2 separate regions of the Mus musculus genome follow, and region 1 is linked to region 2. Evidence: chromatin contacts called from public Micro-C data. All regions are on one chromosome and are shown on one strand. The core of a region is the stretch at or near the end of the contact, and the rest is flanking DNA. Distances in the headings are between cores, read along the strand shown.

Evidence for each region. Hi-C and Micro-C count contacts between places; a contact is called where the count stands out from the background.
Region 1: a Micro-C map of embryonic stem cells shows a contact between it and region 2, with 1.7 times the contacts expected there. The contact joins the promoter of Tagln here to the enhancer-like site in region 2. A contact is called at or near these places in 2 of 39 promoter capture datasets (the C10 cell line and stem cell-derived epiblast-like cells), 1 of 15 datasets of contacts at CTCF or cohesin (pro-B cells), 6 of 484 Hi-C or Micro-C datasets (the G1E-ER4 cell line, embryonic stem cells and hematopoietic stem and progenitor cells) and 4 of 9 other capture datasets (adipose tissue, embryonic stem cells, liver and 1 more).

What each region holds. Positions count from the first base shown.
Region 1 is chr9:45,934,105-45,938,717 of GRCm38.p6, forward strand. Tagln (transgelin) reads right to left here and starts at 1,954. Exons shown (of 5, transcript NM_011526.5): 1 at 1,730-1,954. Sidt2 (SID1 transmembrane family, member 2) reads right to left here. Exons shown (of 26, transcript NM_172257.4): 26 at 3,753-4,613.
Region 2 is chr9:45,766,842-45,771,018 of GRCm38.p6, forward strand. Cep164 (centrosomal protein 164) reads right to left here. Exons shown (of 30, transcript NM_001081373.3): 27 at 3,854-4,177; 28 at 2,568-2,634; 29 at 1,680-1,802; 30 at 105-1,522. The coding sequence ends at 1,417. Among named protein-coding and RNA genes, the nearest start is that of Cep164, 60 kb to the right of the region's middle. Within about 2 kb of position 1,815, at least 19 of the 459 cell types and tissues checked have an H3K27ac peak or open chromatin away from gene starts, as enhancers often do. A contact at or near this core is called in embryonic stem cells, where this site is marked.

The sequences.
Region 1 (4,613 bases), core at 704-3,203, 170 kb after region 2:
AAGATGGGAGGAGAGTGTCCTCACATGCACTTCTCAGTCTCCAGAAAGTTCTGAACTGCAGGACTAAGAACAAGCCGTAGCAACAAGAGCATACACTGCAGCCTTGACATCTGTCAGGTCTGGGTCAGGTCATGCTCTCAAGATTCCATGTGCCCTTCTTCCCAGACTGGTGGGAAGTATGAAGTAGAAAGTCCAAAGAAGGGCTGGAGAGATGGCTCAGCCGTTAAAGGCTAGGCTCACAACCAAAAATACAAGAAAGTCCAGAGAAGTCTCTTTGAGAAGAGGCCAGGAGAGCAAATAAAATATATATGTATGTCCAAATGCCATGATGAAATGTATTACTTTGTATGCTAACTTAAAACAAACAAAAAAACAAAACCAAAAAAAAAAATCACTATAAGAAAAATCAAGCTGTCATCTTAGAGGCAGCAGAGAGGAGAGAGGGATATGGGTGGTGGTTTGGCAGCCCACCAGGGTATTTCTAGACAAAAGCTCCAACGCAAAACACCTGCATGATGCGCAGCTTGGATGCCTGTGGCCATCCAGCCCTCCTGTCAGCAGGTAGAGAGGTTAGGCTGTGGAAAGGGGCCTCCATGTAGCAGAGACCCTGGACAACAAGCAGAACCAGGGTATATCTGCCTGTGGTACCTCAGCCCATAAAATGACAGTAAGGGTGAGCATTTCTGCATCCCTGAGAGATCACACCTAAATTCCAGAAGACTAGTCCTCTTATATAGATGTGGCAACAGCCCACTGACATCCTTTAGAGAGCCCCAAGGGGAACCACCAAGACCCTTTGGGAGGAACAGGGGTCCCAGGGCTGTCCAGTCCCAGTTCCAAAGCTCCTCCACCTGTCACCTATCTGTCACCTATCTGCCACCTGTCACCTATCTGCCTACAGTGGACTGACCTCCTACTTTCAAACTGGACCAAGCTGCCATGAAAAAGCAAACCTTAGCTGGGCAGTGGTGGCACACGCCTTTAATCCCAGCACTTGGGAGGCAGAGGCAGGTAGATTTCTGAGTTCGAGGCCAGCCTGGTCTAAAGAGTGAGTTCCAGAACAGCCAGGGCTACACAGAGAAACCCTGTCTAAAGAAAAGAAAGAAAAAAAGAAAAAGAAAATTAGAAAGAGAGAGTGAAAGAGAGAAAAGGAAAGAAAGAGAGAGAGAGAGAGAGAGAGAGAGAGAGAGAGAGAGAGAGAGAGAGAGAAAAGGAAAGAAAAAGCAGGCCCTATCCCAGGCTAGTCTGAAGCATTAAACTTCTGTGGTAGATGGAGCACATGCCTGCCACACATAGCGCCCTGGGGTTTGATCCCTAGCGCTACAAAAAATAAGATCTTTAGTCCTCCACTGCCTGAGGGGGCTACCTCCTGGCTCCCCCGAGTTGCATTAGCCCTGGGGACCATCAGTGGGTCACTGCTTTCCAGAACTTAGCCCCTCACCTTCTTGGAGATCCAAAGATGGAGTTGTTCCCTTGGCCTCATTTGTCACCTCTTTGGGCCTAACACATAGCCCATACACCTATGGGTGGGACAGTGACTGAAATTTGAGCCTCCCTCTCACCCCATTTATTCTTTTGCCCCAGTCAAATCATCCTAGGCATTTTAACCCAGACTTTTTGTCTAACACAGAGAATGGTCTCTAGGGACCCAATTCCACCCAGCAAACTAGAAGAGACTAGGGGATCTAATTGAGCCCACAGCCCTTCTGCTCCCATGACTTGCACTTACAAGGCTTGGTCGTTTGTGGACTGGAAGGAGAGTAGCTTCGGTGTCTGGGCTGGGGCAGACGGGCCGGGGCGCCGGCTGGGTGAGGGGTTTAAAGGCCGCCTAGGCAGTGATGTCACCCCTCTGCCGCCCGCTGGCGCCCCTCCCTGCCCATGGAAGTCTGCTTGGCTCACCACCCCGGGCCGCCCCACTCACTCCACACAGGCTCCATATTTGGGGAAAGACACCAAGTTGGAGCAGTCTGTCGGGGGCAGCCGGAGACATTCTCTGCATGCTTTGGAGATGCTGCGGGGGTCGGGGCGGGGCGGTGCTGAGGGCGGCCGGGAAAAACCTTTTATGGGCAGGACCCTGAAACCCTTCCTTGTTACCCGGACTTGGGTCTGCTCTTCAATGAGAAAGAAAGGGGGAGGCATTCTAGAGTTTGGCCCGACAAAGGAACCTGCAAGGGACAAACAAGCCACCTTCTTGCAAGGCTTTAAAATCGAGTTGGTGGGAACTAGTCTTGACTGCAGCCTGGCTGCACAACCAGGCACTATGCAAACGCCTTCCTTTCACGTTCCCCTTTATTATGAGATAGCAGTTACCACTCCATTTAACAGTTGAGAAAATTGAGGTTCAAAGTGGCCTTTCCAAGGCTACCAAGTGCATGGCAGAACATGGGTCATCCTGCCCACAGGTATGGTATGCTTCTAGCGGGTGCTTCTCTAGGGAGTGCCTTGTTTAGCAGCAAGTCAACCCTGGCCCCTTCTAGAGCGGTGACAATGGGCGGATGTTTAAGGCCTGGCAAGGCTGGAGACACTAGGGTAAGAGGACTAGGACAGTGTCACCCTCCCTCCCTTCAAAATAGTCCTTATCGTGAAAGATCCTACCACCTCAGAAAGGGTCCCCACTTATCTTGCACCTAGCTTCAGTGGTCTTGGGAAGGGACAGGTGAGACAGGCTCAGGGTTAGGGTTAAAGACAACTGCTATCACACCTGATGGTCTGAGTTCAGTACCCAAGACCAAACACAGTGGAGACAGAACCAGCTCTCCTCTGCCCCTATCTGTGCTATGTCTCACACACTCACTGAATGCAACTTCTTAAAAGGTAAGGCTTTAGTGGTGTCTCTGAGTCCCATCCCCAATTCTGGAAACCTCAGGAAACAGAGAGAGGGAGAGGGAGAGGGAGAAAGGAGTAGAGAGAGGGAAGGAGAGAACCCTCAGGCAGGGTCAGTCTCACCCAGAACTGGCTGCAGGCCAGAGAGGTGCAGCCTCAGACGCTCAATCCACTACAGCCAGCCTGGCTGGTTTAAGCTATTGGTGCATAGAACTCCAGCACCTCCTTGTGGCATCTGAAGGAAGGGTCATAATAAGCTGGAGCTCCTCTAGAGCTCTTGCTTTCCAGCCACTGATTACGTCCTGAATTCACTAGACAGGATTCCCCAAATCCCGTCCTTTTTATAATCTAAATAAAATCTCCCTCCTCGATGGGCACACGCCTTTAATCCCAGCACTCGGGAGGCAGAGGCAGGCAGATTTCTGAGTTCAAGGCCAGCCTGGTCTACAGAGTGGGTTCCAGGAGGGCCAGGGCCACACAGAGAAACCCTGTCTCAAAAAAAACAAACCAAAACCACCCCCCCCCCAAACAACAACAACCCCCCCTCCTCTTAGATCCTGCTTGCCATCCATTCCTGAACAGCCTTTAAAACCTTGGCCTGCAAGGGCTCTGCCCACTTGAGGTGCATCATGGCACAGCCTGGACACCCATCTGCAGAGCTGGCTGGAAAGGATACTGACGTTTACATACGTGGTGGGTAGTCAGGTGCTGTGTGCCTGCTGAAGGGAGGGGTTATCAGGAGAGGGCACAGACACACTTTCAGTATCCTGCTCCTGTAAGCAATGCTTGGAGCAAGGGTCACATGTTTACAGAATCAATGGGTGGCTTGGTGGGATCAAGGAAGGTCATTCCCAATGTAGCCACGCACAGAAACGAGACGGGAAGGCCAAAATAAATGGGACACGGAGGCTCCTGCACCTCCCAACACATCAGTAAGACCCCAAATCCCAGGTCTGGTTGTCTTTATTGAATGTACTCGTTCATAGAAAACAATTGCAACCGTAGCATGGAGGAACATAGAACAAAGCTCAGAAACAAAGACCCAGACCCGCCTCTTCTCCCAGCCCAAGAGCTATAAAAACATGGTGGAGAGAAGGAAACACATTCCTGGGGCCCACTCTTGGCATCTGGAATGGACCTGGTGGAGTGAAGGGCAACCAAGTACCAAAGTGGCCAGGGGCCTGGAGCTGGGTGACTCTGTAAACGCCAAGGACCAGAATGGCCAGGGGCCAGAGCTGGGTGACTCTGTAAACGCCAAGGCTCTTAGGCCTACGTGACTAACACAGAACTTGGCTAAATACTGGACGGAAACTCAGAAACCAGCCCTGAGTCCTTTGGTGAGACAGGGCCAAGGACACACAGGGACCTGGCATGTTCCTCCCTTTCCACGACAGGCACTGGGACTCCTGCTCCCGTGAAAGAGGCAAAAGGGACTGTGTGCTTGGCACCGTTCCGTGGCCTCTAGACATTCTTGGGCAGTGTCAATGGCACTGAGAGGCCCCCATCTGGGGCTTGGCAGGACTGAGGGTGTGGAAGGGGACAGTGAGTTGCCACTTCCCACCAACCCTAGTGCTGGCATCATTCTAGTGGCTGGTGGGATGAGGTGGCCTCTGAATTCAGTCCCCGATCAGAAGACTCAACTTGGGCTGGCCCTCACTGCTGAAGAGCCAGCTCCAAGCACAGGTCAGGGAGGAGGGTCGTACCTAGGCCCCTTGCAGGCCTTAGCACCGAAAGCCTGGCACCAGCTGGCCAGCCCCCAAAGTCTCCTACCTGCATCTGTCCTGGCAGGT
Region 2 (4,177 bases), core at 565-3,064:
ACCCAGGGAGGTATTCCCTGAAGACCCATTGACCCCCACCTTCCTGTCCCTCGGGAAGAAGAACACAAGGCTTCCAAAGAGACCAGCACACTCACAGGACTGCCTCATAGAAAATTGACTTACAGAGATTTAATAGGTGCAAAAAAAAAAAAAAATCACAGGATTGTCACCAGAATTGGTTGTACCACATGAGCGGTTCTCAAGGCACACAGAGTGGAAGAAGTAACAAAACGGACTTTATCTGTGTGTGGTCAGCCGATGACTAAAAAATATCTAAAGGGTAAAAAGCCAACTGGCTGCTCGAGGTTTATTCCACAGCAAAGAAACGAACAATAAATCGGTGAGACCCTGTGGGCTGCGGGGGTAGAGGCAGCCCGCAGCTTCTCAAGACAAGAAAAATGAGGGCATTTTGTTTAAACAAGGAGACAGATGCTGAGAGCATCACCTGCAGCTCCTGCAGAGCCCGCTGAGGGGAAGTTGGGCCGAGGAGGCTTGAGCCAGAAGCACTAGCCAGAAGCACCTGACCCAAGATGGTCCCTGCTGGTGCCAGGCTGGAATCAGTTCCATCCACTGAGCTCTGGACAGAGTTGCTAGTTGGACTGGGCTAGGGGCGGCCCAGATAGAAGGACAGATGGAAATAGGGCTCATAGACACACTCGAGTTAAAGAAGAGAAATATCAAGATGGGGCAGAAGGCATTCCCCTCTTTCCCTATGGCTTTTTTGGCTTCCTGGAAAGATAGGTGCTTGAAACCTGAGGGCAAGGAAGAGCTCCACAGAGCACCCTAAGGGGGGAGAGGGCTGCTCCTGAGAATCGTGAGGAAATCACGGTGCCAGCCGAGGGGAAGGAGACAGAACATCCCTCGGGGCCCCTCTAGCAACATCCAGCCGGGCTCAGGCAGCTGAGCCCAAACTTGTGACAGTCAGAAGACATTTACAAAGAAAAAAAAAGGCAAAAAGAGAGGGACGGGTATGATCCTGTCGGGGCTGAGGTATCCGAAAGGGGCACAGACCCAGCACAGCCAAAGTGCCAGGGCATGCCATGCTAGGAGGCCATGTGAATAAAGGACCACATCCTCAGCAGGGGGCCAACCTCCAAGGAGGATCCCTAAGCCTCCCATAGCAGTCGCTTTAACTAAGGTGTCCACACCCCTGAAGTCTTCAGCAGCCCACATCTCAGTGCCACTTTGGTGCAGAAGCTCGCATATGTCCACATGTTTCTGCTCAGGACAGTCCATGGTTGAAGCGTGCGTGGCCGTCTACAGCCGTACTCTCCACCTATCTAACCCGGTGGTTCCTCTAAGTCCTCGGTGGGGTTCACAACGGAGGACATGCTTGATGAGAGAAATAAAATGTTGGCGGCTCCTCAGGCACTTGTAATAGAGGAGGAGGCCGCCCTGCCCCGCCCCACACGGGGTTCAGTAATGAAACACATTCAGTCTGTTGTTCTCGTCCAGGCCCAGCTGCAGGAGGTTCGATAAGTTCGATGTGGTTGTTGCTTTGGGCGCCGAGGAGAAAAGCTGTCTGGTCACAAAGTGAAGGAAAACTGGACGGCTGAGAGAAAGGGTCTACGGTCCAAAGGGGTATTCTCCGACACCACCGAGGCCGGTGGTGGAGAGCAGGCCAGTCAAGTTGCTATCACCGGGAGGGACTAAAGCTTGGGGACCAGCTAAAAGGATACACCTTGGGGTCGTTCCGGAAATGTTCCAGCCACTTCCGGTTGGAATCGATCAAGCTCTGAATGCTGACACCATCCGTCCTGGGGACTCGAGGGTGGGAGCGCTGCAGGAAGTGGAGCTGCTCACTGGAAAAGGGAGGAGAGCAGGCAGGAAGCTGGCGGCACGCCCGAACGGAGCCCCGCCTCTCTGCGACCCTCTCTCACCTCTGTAAGGCCTCCAGCAATCAAAGGGCCTTCTCTGGTAATGCGGAGGGGCATCAGTTCCCCAAAAGGAAGGTCTTGGCTGCCCTCCACCCCCTTCCTGAGCATCTCATGCAAAGTTTACTCTGGACCTTCGCATCTGTCCATCCTCGGCCGTTCTCATCAGCAAAGAGCTCCCTCTGTCCACCCAGATACTTACACAGCAGCAGCTCTCGGGCTGGCCCAGAGAGCAGAGATAAATTTGTGGGGGTTTACAGTTAGGGCTGAGGTGGCGAGAACAAGATATTTGCCAGAGAGTGAGATGAACAGGAAATGGATAACAGGACCAAATAATCGCTTGCCATAGGAATCAAAGAGTTCAGTGGCAAAGCCGGGTCAGACTCCAGGGCTGGTGGGGCCACGGGATGAGCTGGGCTTCACCTCAGTCTCTCCCCCGATGGGCAACACCTGCAGAGCCCACACACCCTGCCTCACATCCACTGAACCTTGGCAGCGGCGATCTGACTGTTTACTTGCCGTGGTGGAGTTTCTCAGAAAAGGCAAGATGTAGGTGTCTCTGGGCTGGGGACCTGTCTGGGCTCCAGGCCAACAGGATCATGAGGTTTGTTCCCATCTGTCCATGGTGCCATTGGCCCAGGGGGGTACAGTAAAGATCTAAACTGTGAGGCCACACCCAGCGCAGAGACTTACCTTACAGACACATAACCCAGCTTGTTCTCCGGTGGGGGAGGAGAGCCACTGAGCAACGGGATGCCAGCTGGAACAGCAAGAAGATGGGGTCTAAGGGCAGCCCCAGCCCCAGCAGGCCACCTCCACATTCACTACCAGTGCCCCTGCATTCCCAGAAAAGGATGTCCCCAGAACAAACAATGGCAGGGAATGTTGCCATGCTGGAGGTGAGAGACAGGTGACAGACAAGAACTGTCCTGTTTACTTTGATTCTAAAAATTTCGTTTTCAATTTGGGCTGAGCCGAAAGACTTTTTTGTTTTTTACATTTTTTTTCCCTCAAATGGTTGCCTTTCTGACTTATGTTACTCGACAAGGCAAAACTAGGTCCCAGAGCAGAAGCCAGGGCCACGGGGTCATAAGCACAGGGTCAAAACTTGGTATATGACTCACTCATTCGAAGGGTACTCTGGAGTTTACTACTAACCCTCAGAGTCTCAGCTTACTCAGCTATAAAATGGGAACTGTACTGACTGGTTTTGTGTGTCAATTTGACACAAGCTGGAGTTATCACAGAAAAAGGAGCCTGAGCCTCACTTGAGGAAATGCCTCCATGAGATCCAGCTGTAAGGCATTTTCTCAACTAGTGATCAATGAGGGGAGGGCCCCTTGTGGGCAGTGCCATCCCTGGGCTGGTAGTCTTGGGTTCTATAAGACAGCAAGCTGAGCAAGAGAGGGGAAGCAAGCCAGTAAGTAGCACCCCTCCATGGCCTCTGCATCAGCTCCTGCCTCCTGACCTGCTTGAATTCCAGTCTTGCCTTCCTCCTTTGGTGATGAACAGCAGTGTGGAAAGTGTAAGCTGAATAAACCCTTTCCTCCCCAACTTGCTTCTTGATCATGTTTTGTGAAGGAATAGAAACCCTGACTAAGACACTGGGATAAATAACTACTACCTGAGAACTATAACATAGACTAAATGAAGGTGTGTGTGTGTGTGTGTGTGTGTGTGTGTGTGTGTGTAAATGCCATAGTGTACTGTACTAATGGCAGACAATAGGACAACAATAGTAACTTTTTAAAATTCTGCCAAGCTCTAGCATTGATAATAACAGCTCCAAGCAGTGCAGGCTCAGTGTAAAGCTTCCCCGCACAGAGCCTCTAGCTGGAGAGCGACCGGCAAAGGTCTTCCTTCCCCAGGCCCCCACAGACAGAGCCAATGGACCAAAGATGATGGCAAAGATAAGGGGTAGGCAAAAGAAAAAGAAAGGACATGGGACAAAGGGAAGAGATGTGGAGGTAGGGACCTACAGGGAAAATACTTGCGCCACTTCTCCAGCAGGAAATCATCCACAGTTTGAGAGGAGGAGGAAGAGGTCAGCTTGGTGCCCTGCCCTGGGTCCCAGGCCCACTGGGTGGACATGGGTGTGATGGAAGATAAGGAGGAGAGCTTGGCCTGGGAGGAGTAGGCAGGGTCAAGGACATTCTTGGAGGACCGAAGTGAGGAGGTGAAGAGTGGAGGCGGGGGCTGGCTGCCGAGGCCCTGGGGCGGCGGCTGGGAGTTGAGGCTTCCCAGCACATTCAGCACGCCGTTTAGCTCACTGCTGATTCGCTGAAGGGAGCTGCTCAGGTAAT